Regions from separate parts of the Mus musculus genome. Here all the other regions are linked to region 3. Evidence: chromatin contacts called from public HiChIP or PLAC-seq data. All regions are on one chromosome and are shown on one strand. Each heading gives the region's core, a stretch centred on a gene start, on an enhancer-like site or on the middle of the called end of the contact. The rest is flanking DNA. Distances are from core to core; before and after follow the strand shown.

Region 1 (2,986 bases), core at 298-2,797, 130 kb before region 3:
CAGCTCTACAGGCTTTGAGGACAGTGATAAAGACACACACCCTTAAGCACCATGCCTGTAACCTGAGGGCAAATTCTATCATAGACCCAGCCCAGAGTCAGATAGAGACGCCCATCAACACCCAAGGAAGCATGGTAGAGGGTAGTCTGATGTGGCTAAGGGAAGCCATCTTATCTTAGCGTTATGCGTGCCTGCCTGGTCACTCTGCCCTATCCACCCTCAATAGTCACACTCACCTCGGTGAGGGCCCTTGGATGGTCCATAACATTGACCATGGTCTAAACACAATATGTGGTGTCTGGAAGATGTTGCTGCACCTTGCAAAGATGTTACTAGGCCACTCCAAATCCCTCACTAATGTAATAACTCCCTAAGCACTGATGTAATTGTGGTTGTCTTTAAAAATGCTGTACCCCTGAGCTTGGAGACCAAAAGTTCTCATATCAGAGGGGTGAGCCCACTCTTGGTCTGGCCATTAAAAAGGACTCAGAACTTTTTTTGTTTGTTTGTTTGTTTGTTTTCGAGACAGGGTTTCTCTGTGTAGCCCTGGCTGTCCTGGAACTCACTTTGTAGACCAGGCTGGCCTTGAACTCAGAAATCTGCCTGCCTCTGCCTCCCAAGTGCTGGGATTAAAGGCGTGCGCCACCACGCCCGGCTTGACTCAGAACTTTTATTGACTTAATCCGAATGACTGCCAGTAAGTCTCTAGCGTGGAAGTAACTATCATTTCATTTGGAGGCCCCTGTTGAGCTCCCCCATGCTCTGTGGGACTCAGCCTAGCTCACACCTTCCTGGCCATGGAGAGGCTACAGGGTGGGGGGTGCCCCCTGACAGACATTCCAAGGCTCCTCTTCTCTGGAGAGGTCTGGCTGGAGTGACTGCTGTGTGTCTAACACTCCTCAGAGGTGAGTCTGGTTCTGGCTTTTGGTTCTGGCTGAGGAGGATAAACCCCCTCAGGGAGCCTTCTGGATAAAAGGGATAGCCCCCGACGGGGAGTCTTCTGGATAAGGGGATAAGCCAAGAAAATCTGCTTTGGGAAGAAATTTTCTGATCAATTTCTTCCCAGTCCTTCCCACTGAGTTGGGACCCCAGTAGTGGAGACGTGCGTTATGATTCCGCCTCTCAGGAGAGATATGGTTTCGGTTCTGCTTGAATGGATGGATGGATGGCCAACTGTGTGAATGATTAAATGCCTGACAAGCAAGTTTAGCCTAGGGAGTTAGTTGTTGATTTGATTTCTTGATTCTGTTGCTTGTGGACATTGACTCTGACATTCTGCTAGTTTTTCAGGATTCTGCCAGTAGGTGTCGCCCTCTCTATGCTGTTACTAGTTCGTATCCAGTGTCCCACCCCCCATCCCCACCCCCACCCCCTTCCCGGGCTAGAAATGTCTTCTTTTTTCTCAAAGATTGGAAATTTCCAGGTCCTGGAGCCACAGCCCCTACCCCTCCCGCGGCGCCTCTCGGGCCCGGGGATCGACAATGGAGGGTGGTTCTGGAGCCGCGGTCGGGCCCGAGCCCGGACCTGTTTCACATGGCAAAGTCCCCGGGACTTGAAGAGGCTGTGCTCACTTGGGCCCCGGCCCAGTCCCATCCCGGATGCGGAACTCCTGGTCCTGCAGGGAGGACGGAAGATCTGCAGAAGGGCTTGGGGGGGGGGGGGGGCGGCTGGGGGAGGGAGAGGTGGTGTACACGCCCTGCTCTGGTTCTGGCGGGTAGGCTCCTTGTCGCCAGCCTCCGCCACCTGTCCTGCTGCCTTCAGAGGCCAAGGAACCTTCTACTGGTCTCCCTTCCCTTTGTCTACAACCTATCTACTCCACTTCTTGCAGATTCTTCCTTCTCCCGCTCAACCTCAGACTCCTCCATGAAGTCCCACCGCACCCTGCCCACCTCCGCACCCCACCCCTACTTCACTGGCTTCTCCTGGATCTAAACTCTTTGTTTCCTTAACACCACCCCCACCCTCGGCTCCGTGGCTATTACTGGTCACGTGGCGTATCTGGTTTCCCCAACTTCTTGCACTTCCTTCACCATCTTTAGTTTTCCTCTTGAGAGCCCTCCATGCCCTGGATTCAGGTTCCAGCCTCTGTTTTTTGTCACTGGAGGCACCGCCTCATCATGATTTAGAGGAAGGGCACCGCCTTTTCCTAGTCTGCTTCAGATCCCTATAACTAGAAGACTCAGATCCGAATACTCCATTTTAACTAAGTCCCAAGCCCTAACTGCCCTCCTGCAATCTGTCGTCCAGACCTGGCAACTCCTGTGTGTTGGGGATGTTTGGAGCAGAGACTTCTAAGCCTCAGTCACTGGTTTGAATGCTTTTAAAGTAGCTTTTCCATCCAAGCATCGTGACTCGGACCCCGTACAGCACGTACACAAGTTCCCAGGCCTTGGACACTTTTCACGGGTATCTAATGACTAGAATTCAGGTGCAGCTCAAAAAACTGCCTTAAGTCTTAACTGTTTAAGACTACCGAGGTTCTTTGGGGTCCAGAGGAGTCTTTTGGGGGCATTTCTCATGATTCAAAGAAACTTTCAGAATTTATACTCCCTTTTCCCCCCTAGGGAAAACCCTAGGCTGTTAAATTTGGCTTTTGTCCCTCGGTCAGCTTCGGATATCCGAAAAATCTCCAAAAGCGAAAGGGTTTTACAGGGCTGGATACCTGTCGGTTCATCAAGGTGGCCCCAAAGTCTGCAATAACTGAGCACGGAAAGGCAGAGGTGAAGCTGTCTTGGTGGCTGGTGAGCCACAAAAGAGACAGGCAAAGGTTATAGGTTATGCTGGCTGCTTTCCTGTCAACTCACTTTGTGTGTCTTACTGGTCAGACTGCTCATGGCCAATGGAGAAAGCCTCAAAAACAAACAAACAAACAAAAAACAAAAACAAAAACAAATGACTAGTTACCAATAAAAGATGCCAGTCTGGGGAGCCATGGACACCATTAAGGACAATCACCTCATGCCAGCGTGGACAGTCAGCCTGGGTC
Region 2 (3,252 bases), core at 48-2,547, 150 kb after region 3:
CTTCAGACACACTAAGATGGCAGAGATTGTCGCAGATCAAATGTAAATGTTTTGGCAAGAGGTCCATCTACACATACAGCACCTGCCCTCATCTCTAGTCAATGTGCAAGATGTTTTCCTCACAACAAAAACTGATCTAGCTCCTAGAGCGTCTAAAAGTAGAGAAAGCCAACCTGTACAGTCCCAGGGCACACTGCTTAGGCTCATGTCCTGAGTAACAGGTGGGATGAGTAATTCCTCCACAGCCGCTGCAGAGAGGTCTCTAAAACACCTCAGTAACTTACCATCTGTAGTGAGAATTATGGAATTTTAGTTTCTTTAAAAACACAGAAATATTGTAAGGATGTGTTTTCGTTCTAATCCCACGTGTGGGATATATGGGGCTGCTTTGGCCTCAAATATTTGCCTCAAATATTTCTGCAACTGTGTGATGTGTGGAAGTCTGGGAGCTTTTTGGGGGGTATATAAATGCTAGGGCCCCAAGAGGTAGGGCTGTTTGCAGTTTGCTGGTAGTTGTGTTCAAAGAAGAAACAAAAAGAAAGAACTTAGATTCAAGGATCTCTTTCTCTCCCAGCCCCCACCCCTGCATCCTTATTTCTCTCCTATCTAATGATTAGGGGGTAGTAGGGAGAGGGGGAGATAAAGGGTGAGGGAAAAAAAGAACCCACAAAGTAGCAAAGACTGGCTACAAACCTTCTTCATCCCAGAGCCGGCACAACTTGAGAAATTCAGAAAGAATCCATGAGGCACAGAGGAGGTGCAGGAAAGGGTGTTCCAAAAATAGCAGTCACACTCCCTGGTGCACAGTGGGAGGGTGAACAGTAGGGGGCGCGTCTGCTGGGTCCAACCCTCCCTGAAACATTCTATACTTCAAATTAAATCCAGAGACTTGGCTGCTGGGCTGTCTCCCAAACCACCTTTTTAAAAAAAAAAAAAAAAAAAAAAAAAAACTGGACTGGTTGGGATTCTTCTGGCAAACAGCAGGAGAAGGGGCCAATCAAAACTCTTGGCTCTGCCAAAGAGCTGCAGCTTTTTCCTTAAAGGGAAACACTTTTAGGGTGTGTGTGTGTGTGTGTGTGTGTGTGTGTGTGTGTGTTCATATGTGATCCTTCTGAACGTCATTTCTATGACTTTCTTCTCCTACATTTGGTCCCTTTTGCATCACTGCCAGGCAGAGTGTAATAAAAGACAAGGCTACAAAAAGACAGGAAGCCGGACATTACTGAGCACAGAAGGTGGGGCATCCCTCACCTTGCTGCCTTTGCTGAAGGCTATGCTGCACATTCTTCCCTCCTCCTCACATCTCCCCTACTGCCTCTCCTGTTCTCTGATCTCTCTTCCCAGCCACTCAGAGCTCCACCAATCAAGAGTCAGTGTAAGACTCCGCTGAAGCAGGTGTCTACAACTGGGTCACAGCAAGGCCAGCAGAGCTTCTCAGACCAACTGTAAAAAGCAACCTTTTCTTTTTAGGTTTCTAACCATCAGTGAAATAGCATTTTTGTTTGTTTTTTGCTTGCTTAAAATGCACTAAAATGTATTACTAGACGTGTGAAATTAAATTAAAAAAAAAATCCAAAGACGTACATCTCAGCCTTATTGGATGACACACTCAGGAAATTACAGTCAAACTGTCTTGAGTTTCTAAGTGCTTTCAATTTCTGCACCTATTGTATATGAACTGATAATAAACAGTGAGTGAAATAATACAAGCCTACAAACGACACCTTAATTAACACAGGCACAACAGAGAGAAGGCATGCTGGGATACCTCAGAATCCTCAAGGTGAACCTCAGCTCAGCCACTTCCTGGTCATATGAACTTGGCCACATCATCTAGTTTCTCTGAATCCCAGTGTTAGCATTTATAAATAGAAATGTAATGTCACAAAACACTCCCCATTGTTATGATGGATTAGGGAAATGCAGAAGCAAGGAGCCCAGCCCCTAGCCTGAATCAGGCTCCAGAGCATCCGCCACTGAAGGGTTTCCCAGGTCCTTCCTTAGTCCAGTGCTCTCAGTGATCCAAAGGCAAATCAGACTCCAACAAACCCTCACCTTGGGAGTCTGAGTTTTCACAGCTAATTATGACTAGCATAATCCAGACCTGCGATCTCTGCACCTTTCTCCTTTTGTTCTCAGGAAAAACAAATTTCCTTGCTTGCCAACATGGATTCTCATTTGCTCTCTTACAGCTTCTGTTATAACCAAGATATATCACAGTTTCATTTCTAGTCAAAAACTTCCCAGCTCAGTCACAAACTCCACCACTGTGCTTTATTATTATTGCTATTTACTAAAGAAACTAAGTCAACACAAGGATAGTTTTAAAACAACAGAACTGTGTATTTAACATTCTAGATTTTCTCTTACCCACCCTGCTTCACAGGATGAGGAGCGTCTTCATACTGCTGTCCAAACTTAGCCAGGTCATGACTCACCTGATCTCCAAAAAGCCCCATCCCCTCCAAAGGCCAAGTCTTGGCTACCAAATGAAGAGGTTGTTAAAATTCCCTACAGCTCGCCATAGGAGCTGGTCTAGGCTCAATGCTTTATCCAGCCCTGCTCTTCTGTTTTGAACAGTTTTAGAGCCCTTCCTCCCACCGCTGCATTTAGTATCCTAAGCATACCACCTAAGACTCTCTGGTCACCACTTCCCTTTCCTTTCCCTTCCTAGGCACTAAGGAGAAGCAGTTCTTCTGGATCCCCTAAGATCTCCACCTCTGCACAAAATTCTCCAACAAATATGCATTTCCCTCATGGAATCACAGCATACAGGCTGTATGGAAAGCCCCAAAGAATCCACTCCAACACTTCTGTGTACAGAAAAGAAAAAATTTTAAAGCTACATTTTGCCAGGCAGTGGTAGTGCATACTTTAAATCCCAGAACTCAGGAGGCAGAGGAAGGTGGATCTCTGAGAGTTCCAGGCTAGCCTGGTCTACAGAGCAAGTTCCAGAGCGGCCAGGGCTACACAGAGAAACATATGGAGGTAGGGGGTACATTTTTACTTAAAACTAGTAACAAAATGTTGCCAATGCACATGATCTACATGAAAGGGGCACTTGTTTCTCAAGGTGACAAAGCGCATGGCAGGGCCCCTCAAGGGAGGGCTACTTTGTCCACAGGCAGATTCTAGGGATTATATCCTACCAGTCTTTCCTTGAAGAAAAGGCACAGTGACTCAAGTGACAGTCTGGAGGGGATAGAAAGCAAGGCTACCAGTCACATAGTACTGTGACAGACATGATGGAAA
Region 3 (3,067 bases), core at 58-2,557:
AGGAAATCAGGAACAAATATGTCTACAAAAGAACTTTGAAGCTTGTTAATAAAACGGAGGCTTGCCACCTGAGCCATGATGCTGATGTCATATCCTGTCCTGATAGTTTACCCCCCCCCCCCTTTTTTTAAACTGTTTGGGATTAGTAAAAAAAATAAAAATAAAAATAAAAAAAATAGAGGAGTCCCCATGGTGGCAGACTGTAGGATCATTCTGAAAATCATTCTGATTTTCTAGATCACAGGGGACACTCACTTAAGATGAAGTTTCTGAGGGCCTTTGGCACAGGGGCTCAGCAGTGAAGAGTGACTGCTTAGTTCTCCTGCCCTGTGGTCCCCTAACCCATAATGAGGCATGTGTGTACGAGGCTTTCTCCATGCTAAGGTGAGGAGAAATTGAGGGGAGGGGACCAACTTCAGAGCCTCATCACAAACTCAACCACAGCTCACCGTAAGCTTGGAGCTTATGGAATATATAAATGCGGAAGCTCAGGCTGAGGCTGAGATTTGCTATGTAGCCAGGCTCGCCTCAAATCTGCAATCCTCCTGCCTCGGCCTCCTGAATGCTTAGATTACAGGCTTGTGCCACCAAGGTCAGCTTACTTCGCCTCTAGGGATATACACTGTACTAGATTTATGTTAAGAAGACCAATTTTGGGTAAAAGTAGAATTTAAAAACATCTGATGTTTTGTGACCCTCTCCCCCTTCCTGTGTGAAGACAGCTTGAAACTCCATTTACTCGAGTTTGACCACCAGATAATGTAAACATTTCACATTTACAAAGAAAGAATGGGAGACAACAACGATGAGATTGAGAGCATGCAGTTAACACACACAAAGAAAAGAAAGAAACAACTGGGAAAGAAGAGGGAAAGTGAGCAGCAAGGTTGGAATGGAGCAAGGGCTTGAACCAGCTGCTAGAGCAGAAAGCCACCAAGCAATTCAAAGGAAGACCAGCCAGAACCAAGCAGACACTACCAGTCAGCAAGAGACACCCACAGCTCCAGACAGCGAGGGACAGGGAGGAAGAAAGGAAGGGGCAGGAATGGGAAGTCAGGGAAACAACAGAGTGGTAGGGGAGAATAGGAGAGAACATGAGGAGGGTGTCAGCAGGAAGAGCTGCATGGGCGGGGGCGGGAGGAGCTGGGGAAGGGGGCAGAGTGCATTAATAAAACCAGCCAAACTGGAGTTCAGTAACTCTGAGTAAGATGCGCAAGGGGGAAAAAAATCACCATGAAGTCAGTAACCAAACAGCTCAGACTGCTACAAGACAGGATGTACATCCAAAGTCCAGGCGACACCACCCACAGCAGTGGAAATAAAAGGGGCGGGAAGGGAGAGAAGCAAGTCAAACCACATCTGGTAGTGTTAATGTGAGATGGCAGATGGACTTTTTCTCTCTTAATTGTTTTGTGATTACATTTTAAAAAGCTTCTTCTCTAGCACTTTCAATTCACTTACCGCCAACGGGCACCGCCAGCATTGTGTATAGTTACCATGGAAAGAGTGAGGCAAGTGAAGGGCCCTAAATGCTAAACCATCGGAAAGGGGAAAAAAAGCAAAATATGCAGACATCTTACTCAAATGGTGGCTTTTATATTTAATACTTTAAAAAACTGGGAAAGGGGAGAGGAGCCAGTTAACCTTCAATTTGTTAGTCACTCTACGCTGGTGAGCCCAGGGCTGACTTTGCAATCACAACATCTGTCCATCAGTGCCACCAGCTGCCCCTGAACCCTCTGTTGAGACTGTTATTTGTCACCTTTGGAGTCAAGCCTTGAAGTTCTTGGTATTAAGTAAAATTTAAAATGATCAGAGTTTTGGATTCTGACCCCCCAACCACTATAATCATCTATCCACACTTATCCAACACACTTGGAGGGGAACTGGCCTCCAAGACACAATGCTACAAGCTAGATGGTTTTTAGACATTTTTGAAATTAGTTTTGCTTAGGCCTCATTATAGGAACTCAGAGTCTTGCAAACTGAAGCAAAGGAAAAAAAATCGAGAGCAGAAGGATGAACATTTTGGAAGAGGGAAAAAAGTGAAAAACAGGTAAGCACACATCCCCGCCCTCCAAATTAACCCTCGAACAACCAAGAGCAGGGGAGAAGCTGACAGAATTGTTACTTTTACAGTGTAGTGCAAGAAGGTGAAGACAGACACAGACAGGAGTGCACACAGACAGGAGTGCACACACAGAGATAGGAATGCAAACATGAACAGGTGTGCACACATGGACAGGACAGGGTCCAAAGGTGAAGTGAGGCAGTACACAAAGAGAAAGAAAACCATAAACGAGAAATTGAATTATTGAAGACATGCACCTCGATTTTACGGCCCTCTACCACGGTGCCGTGCAATTTCTCCCTGGCCCTGTCTGCATCAGCACTATTCTCGAAAGTTACGAACCCGAATCCCTGCATGCAGCGGGAGAAGGGAAAACATGCACATCGTTATATTGAAATACTCATCTCTTGGTAAACAGAAAACATCACAGTATGAAGTGACGCCAGCACAACTAACACCAGCAATTTCTTCCAAAGGCACATTTTTGATCCATGCATATTTCATAAAGGGAAATTTAAACCCAATAAAAGGATAAAGCACTGTAATAATAACAGTAACTTAATTAACTGTAATAACAATAAAATAAAATATAATGTATGTGAGGCCAGACCAAGACTAAGGTAGGAAGTTACTCAGGTCAAACTATTCAACCAAAAATCTGAACATACAAAATCAAACCAAACCATAAAGCTATTATTATTATTATTATTATGTGCACATGTATGCACTGGTGCAGGTGGAGGGCAGGGCAGAGATAGTTGCAATGTCTTTACTGACTGCTCCAACAAGCCATCTCTCTCTAGATGTTGTCGCCGTTGTCATCGTCGTCGTCTTCTTCTTTTTAACTGAGCACTGAGGATCAAACCCAGGTCCTCATGCTTGCAAGAGAAGTACTTTATAAACTCAGCAATCTTTCTAGATCCTGTTTTCTCTCAACTGACTCTCTGACCCTGAAATCCATACTTCTCTGCTAACTGCTGTGTAAAAACTCACATT
Region 4 (2,933 bases), core at 206-2,705, 200 kb after region 3:
GGATGCATTACCTTCTTCAAACTAAGTACTAACCGCCTGTATCAATATCTTTGTCATTTCCCACCCTCAACAATCAAGCTAACACTGGAGGCCACAACTCAGAAACCAGTCTCCTAACAGCCCTATAAATTTTCTTTTCTACCTCAGGATACTAAGGAGTTTACTCCGCATCCTACGAACGTAGGATGCAATGGGTAAAGCACAGGCGGGATCTGCCTGGTGTCTCTCTCCAGACTTAATAACATGCTGCACAAAACTGAGACAGAGCATCACACTACCAAACTCCGCGGACTTCTCAAGACTGCTCGAGTAACTGATTGAACCCACAAGCTAAGCCACATCCCCTTTCGGGCTCGCTCTCTCTCCAGGAGTTGGCTGGCTTTTCAGTCTGTTCTCCACATGCCGTTCCCCCTTTCCTCATCCCAGTGTAAACCAAAAGGCGCCCTTCTTCTCCGGAGCTTTCCCACCACCAGCTTCCCTCGCTCTCAGCTCGGCCCAACAGCTCTCCTCTGGACAAATCGACCCAAGAACCCTCAACTTCTCAACAAACTGAGCACAGGCTTAAGAAATGGACTGCATCCCGATCCTGTTCAATCCCAACTCCAAAAGGAAAAAAAAAAAAATCCCACTCCCTCGCGCTGCCTCCGGGGCCCCTCCAGCCCCTGCACCCGGCCCCAAGCCCACTCTCCAGCCAGGCCCACCCGGCGCCCGGAGGCCCGAGCCCGCCGCGGCCCTCCGTAACCGGGCGCCCGTCCCGCGCGGTCACCTGCATCCCGCCGTCGGCCGCCTCCTCTGTGCGTGGCCGCTTGCTCAGGCCGGGCTCGGGTCCGTCTGCCCCCGCTCCGGGCACCGGCAACTCCACCTCCGACTCCCGCTTCATGCCCCGGGCGGCAGCGCCGGGCCCGAGCTGAGGCGGCTGCTGCTGCGCCTGGCCGCCTTCCGCCATCCGCCCGCGCCCCCTTCGCCACCGGGAGCCGGGCGACCCGCGACAGGCCACCTCCCCCTGGGCCTCGGTGCCGACAGTCGCGACAGGCGGGCGCGCGCCGGCCCCGCCCCCCGCGTGCGTGTGTGCGTGCGCGTCGGTCCGGAGCCCGGCTTCGGCTTCGGCTTCACTACCGCTCCGACTCAGGTTATGGCTCCGGCTTCGGCTTCGGCCCCGGCTCCGGCTTCTGCTCCGGCTTCGCGCCGGCCGCTCGCTCGCTCTCTCACTCGCACGCGCGTGCGCCGATCCCTCGGTCCCTTGGTCCTTCAGTCCCGCGCTCCCTCACCACTCGCCAGCCGTGCGGGGAAGGGGACGGCCTGGGCTCCCAGCTTGGGGAGGGCTGTTTATTTGGGAGGAGGAGGAGCGCGAGGCCGCAGCGAGCTGACTGGTCGGGATCCTCCGTCCCGCCACTGTGGCAGCGCCGGGAAGGCGGGGAGAGAGAAAGGAGAGAAGGAGGGAGGAACCTGGATGTGTGGGACTCGGGCCGCCCGCGCGAGAGGAGGCTGTAGTGAGGGGGCGTGGCTACGCCCCTCGGCAATCTCCGTCGCCTCCGCGCGGGCCGCCCGCGGGAGGCCGGGAAGGACTCGGAAAAGCTCGGGAAGCTCGGGGATGCTCTGGGAAGCATGGAGAGAGAAGGGGCCGCCTCTTTTAAGGCGGTGGCCGGGGGGCGGAGCTTGAAGGGCAGGAGTTCGGGGGAGCAACTTGGACTAGTTGCACTAGTGAGAAGTGATGACCTGATCTCTCTCATCTGGCTTCCTGGGATTTAGGGAAGCAGAGGGGCGCTCTGCGAGAGGAAGGTCCCTTTGCCTCCTTCCTCTCCAGCCCAAGACCTGGGAAGTCCAGGAGTGATGGCTCCCATATAAACTTTTCTGAGAAATGGTGCTATGAAGCGAATAATTGCATCTCTAATGATGTCAATATTTCTGATGTTGCCAGGCATGGCGGTGGTGCACACCTTTAGTCCTAGGAAGTAGGAAGCAAAGACAGGAGTATCTCTGAGTTCGAAGCCAACCTGGTCTATCTGCATAGTGAGTTCCAGGATAGCCCTACACAGAAAAACTGTCTCTAATAATAGTAATAAATAACGCCTGGTGTTTTTTTAAGAGCTTTACGTTTACATAGGGCATTTACGGAACCATTTTGAGCCTGACAGTAGAAAACATGGTTTTAATCCAATGGATGGACCTGAATTTGTTCAAGTCCTGAAGCAGAAATATGTGGCCAGTCAAGATGGCAATCTCTTGGTTTTACTCCTTGCTGCCTGAATAGCCCTTCCTAGCTTATCAGCTTTGTGCAGTTAGGTCTGTCCGGTAGGTTTTCTCCACCTGATTGTAAATAGAAACTGCTTCTGCCTCTCAGGGTTCCATACTGTGACATGGAAAGGGATATTGTGCAATAACCTAGCTTCTAGCCTTACCCTTGCTTGCTACTTTAAACAAGTGAGTTTTTCTCTTTGGATCCCAACTGCAGTATCTGAAATAATCCTTTGGATCAGTGGTTCCCAGCCAAGAAAAAGTTTCAGACCCTTTCAGCATCTCCCACTTCCGTATTTGTCATATGGTAAATTTTGTTCTTCACAAATGGAGACTATACTGGCATTTACTGAATAGAAGCTTTGAATGTTATTCAGAACTCTACAGTGCAGAGAACAATCCCTGCAAGAGAGACTTGTCCAAACCAGAATGCCAATAGTTCAGAGATTGAGAAACCCCAGGTCAGGTGATGTCTAAGGTTACTTGCAACCAGTCTGTGACTTGACCTTTGAACTTGAGTTAAGCACCTAAAAATGGACAGAGGGATGAAGATCTCTGCTTCAGAGCCAGACGAGTCCCAGGGAGGCTTGACCACTCCTGCCCATGTAATGCCGGACCACTGGTGGTTAAGAGAGGGAATAGAAGGGCTTGCAGGCTAGTTGGAAAAGACTGCACAACTTGCCTTGGAGCTGGGTTTT

The links. HiChIP or PLAC-seq counts read pairs in DNA pulled down with a chosen protein or histone mark.
Region 1: a contact with region 3 is called in an H3K27ac HiChIP or PLAC-seq map of embryonic stem cells, with 6 read pairs. The contact joins two enhancer-like sites. A contact is called at or near these places in 4 of 484 Hi-C or Micro-C datasets (the C2C12 cell line, cerebellar granule neurons, embryonic fibroblasts and 1 more), 2 of 115 datasets of contacts at active chromatin or transcription factors (both in embryonic stem cells) and 1 of 9 other capture datasets (adipose tissue).
Region 2: a contact with region 3 is called in an H3K27ac HiChIP or PLAC-seq map of embryonic stem cells, with 5 read pairs. The contact joins two enhancer-like sites. A contact is called at or near these places in 3 of 39 promoter capture datasets (cranial neural crest, frontonasal cranial neural crest and second pharyngeal arch cranial neural crest), 3 of 115 datasets of contacts at active chromatin or transcription factors (all in embryonic stem cells) and 3 of 9 other capture datasets (adipose tissue, liver and pancreatic islet).
Region 4: an H3K4me3 HiChIP or PLAC-seq map of stem cell-derived neural progenitor cells shows a contact between it and region 3, with 2.6 times the contacts expected there. The contact joins the promoter of Rbfox2 here to the enhancer-like site in region 3. A contact is called at or near these places in 6 of 39 promoter capture datasets (the HPC-7 cell line, cranial neural crest, hippocampal neurons and 2 more), 1 of 15 datasets of contacts at CTCF or cohesin (the NIH/3T3 cell line), 5 of 115 datasets of contacts at active chromatin or transcription factors (embryonic forebrain, embryonic stem cells, neural tube and 1 more) and 3 of 9 other capture datasets (adipose tissue, liver and pancreatic islet).

What each region holds. Positions count from the first base shown.
Region 1 is chr15:76,972,589-76,975,574 of GRCm38.p6, forward strand. No RefSeq gene overlaps it. Among named protein-coding and RNA genes, the nearest start is that of Gm35933, 14 kb to the right of the region's middle. Within about 2 kb of position 1,548, at least 164 of the 459 cell types and tissues checked have an H3K27ac peak or open chromatin away from gene starts, as enhancers often do. A contact at or near this core is called in embryonic stem cells, where this site is marked.
Region 2 is chr15:77,256,749-77,260,000 of GRCm38.p6, forward strand. All of the region lies in intron 1 of Rbfox2 (RNA binding protein, fox-1 homolog (C. elegans) 2), which reads right to left. Among named protein-coding and RNA genes, the nearest start is that of Rbfox2, 49 kb to the right of the region's middle. Within about 2 kb of position 1,298, at least 55 of the 459 cell types and tissues checked have an H3K27ac peak or open chromatin away from gene starts, as enhancers often do. A contact at or near this core is called in embryonic stem cells, where this site is marked.
Region 3 is chr15:77,103,249-77,106,315 of GRCm38.p6, forward strand. Rbfox2 (RNA binding protein, fox-1 homolog (C. elegans) 2) reads right to left here. Exons shown (of 14, transcript NM_053104.6): 6 at 2,329-2,421. Among named protein-coding and RNA genes, the nearest start is that of 1700109K24Rik, 20 kb to the left of the region's middle. Within about 2 kb of position 1,308, at least 22 of the 459 cell types and tissues checked have an H3K27ac peak or open chromatin away from gene starts, as enhancers often do. A contact at or near this core is called in embryonic stem cells, pancreatic islet and stem cell-derived neural progenitor cells, where this site is marked.
Region 4 is chr15:77,305,598-77,308,530 of GRCm38.p6, forward strand. Rbfox2 (RNA binding protein, fox-1 homolog (C. elegans) 2) reads right to left here and starts at 1,456. Exons shown (of 14, transcript NM_053104.6): 1 at 767-1,456. The coding sequence starts at 946.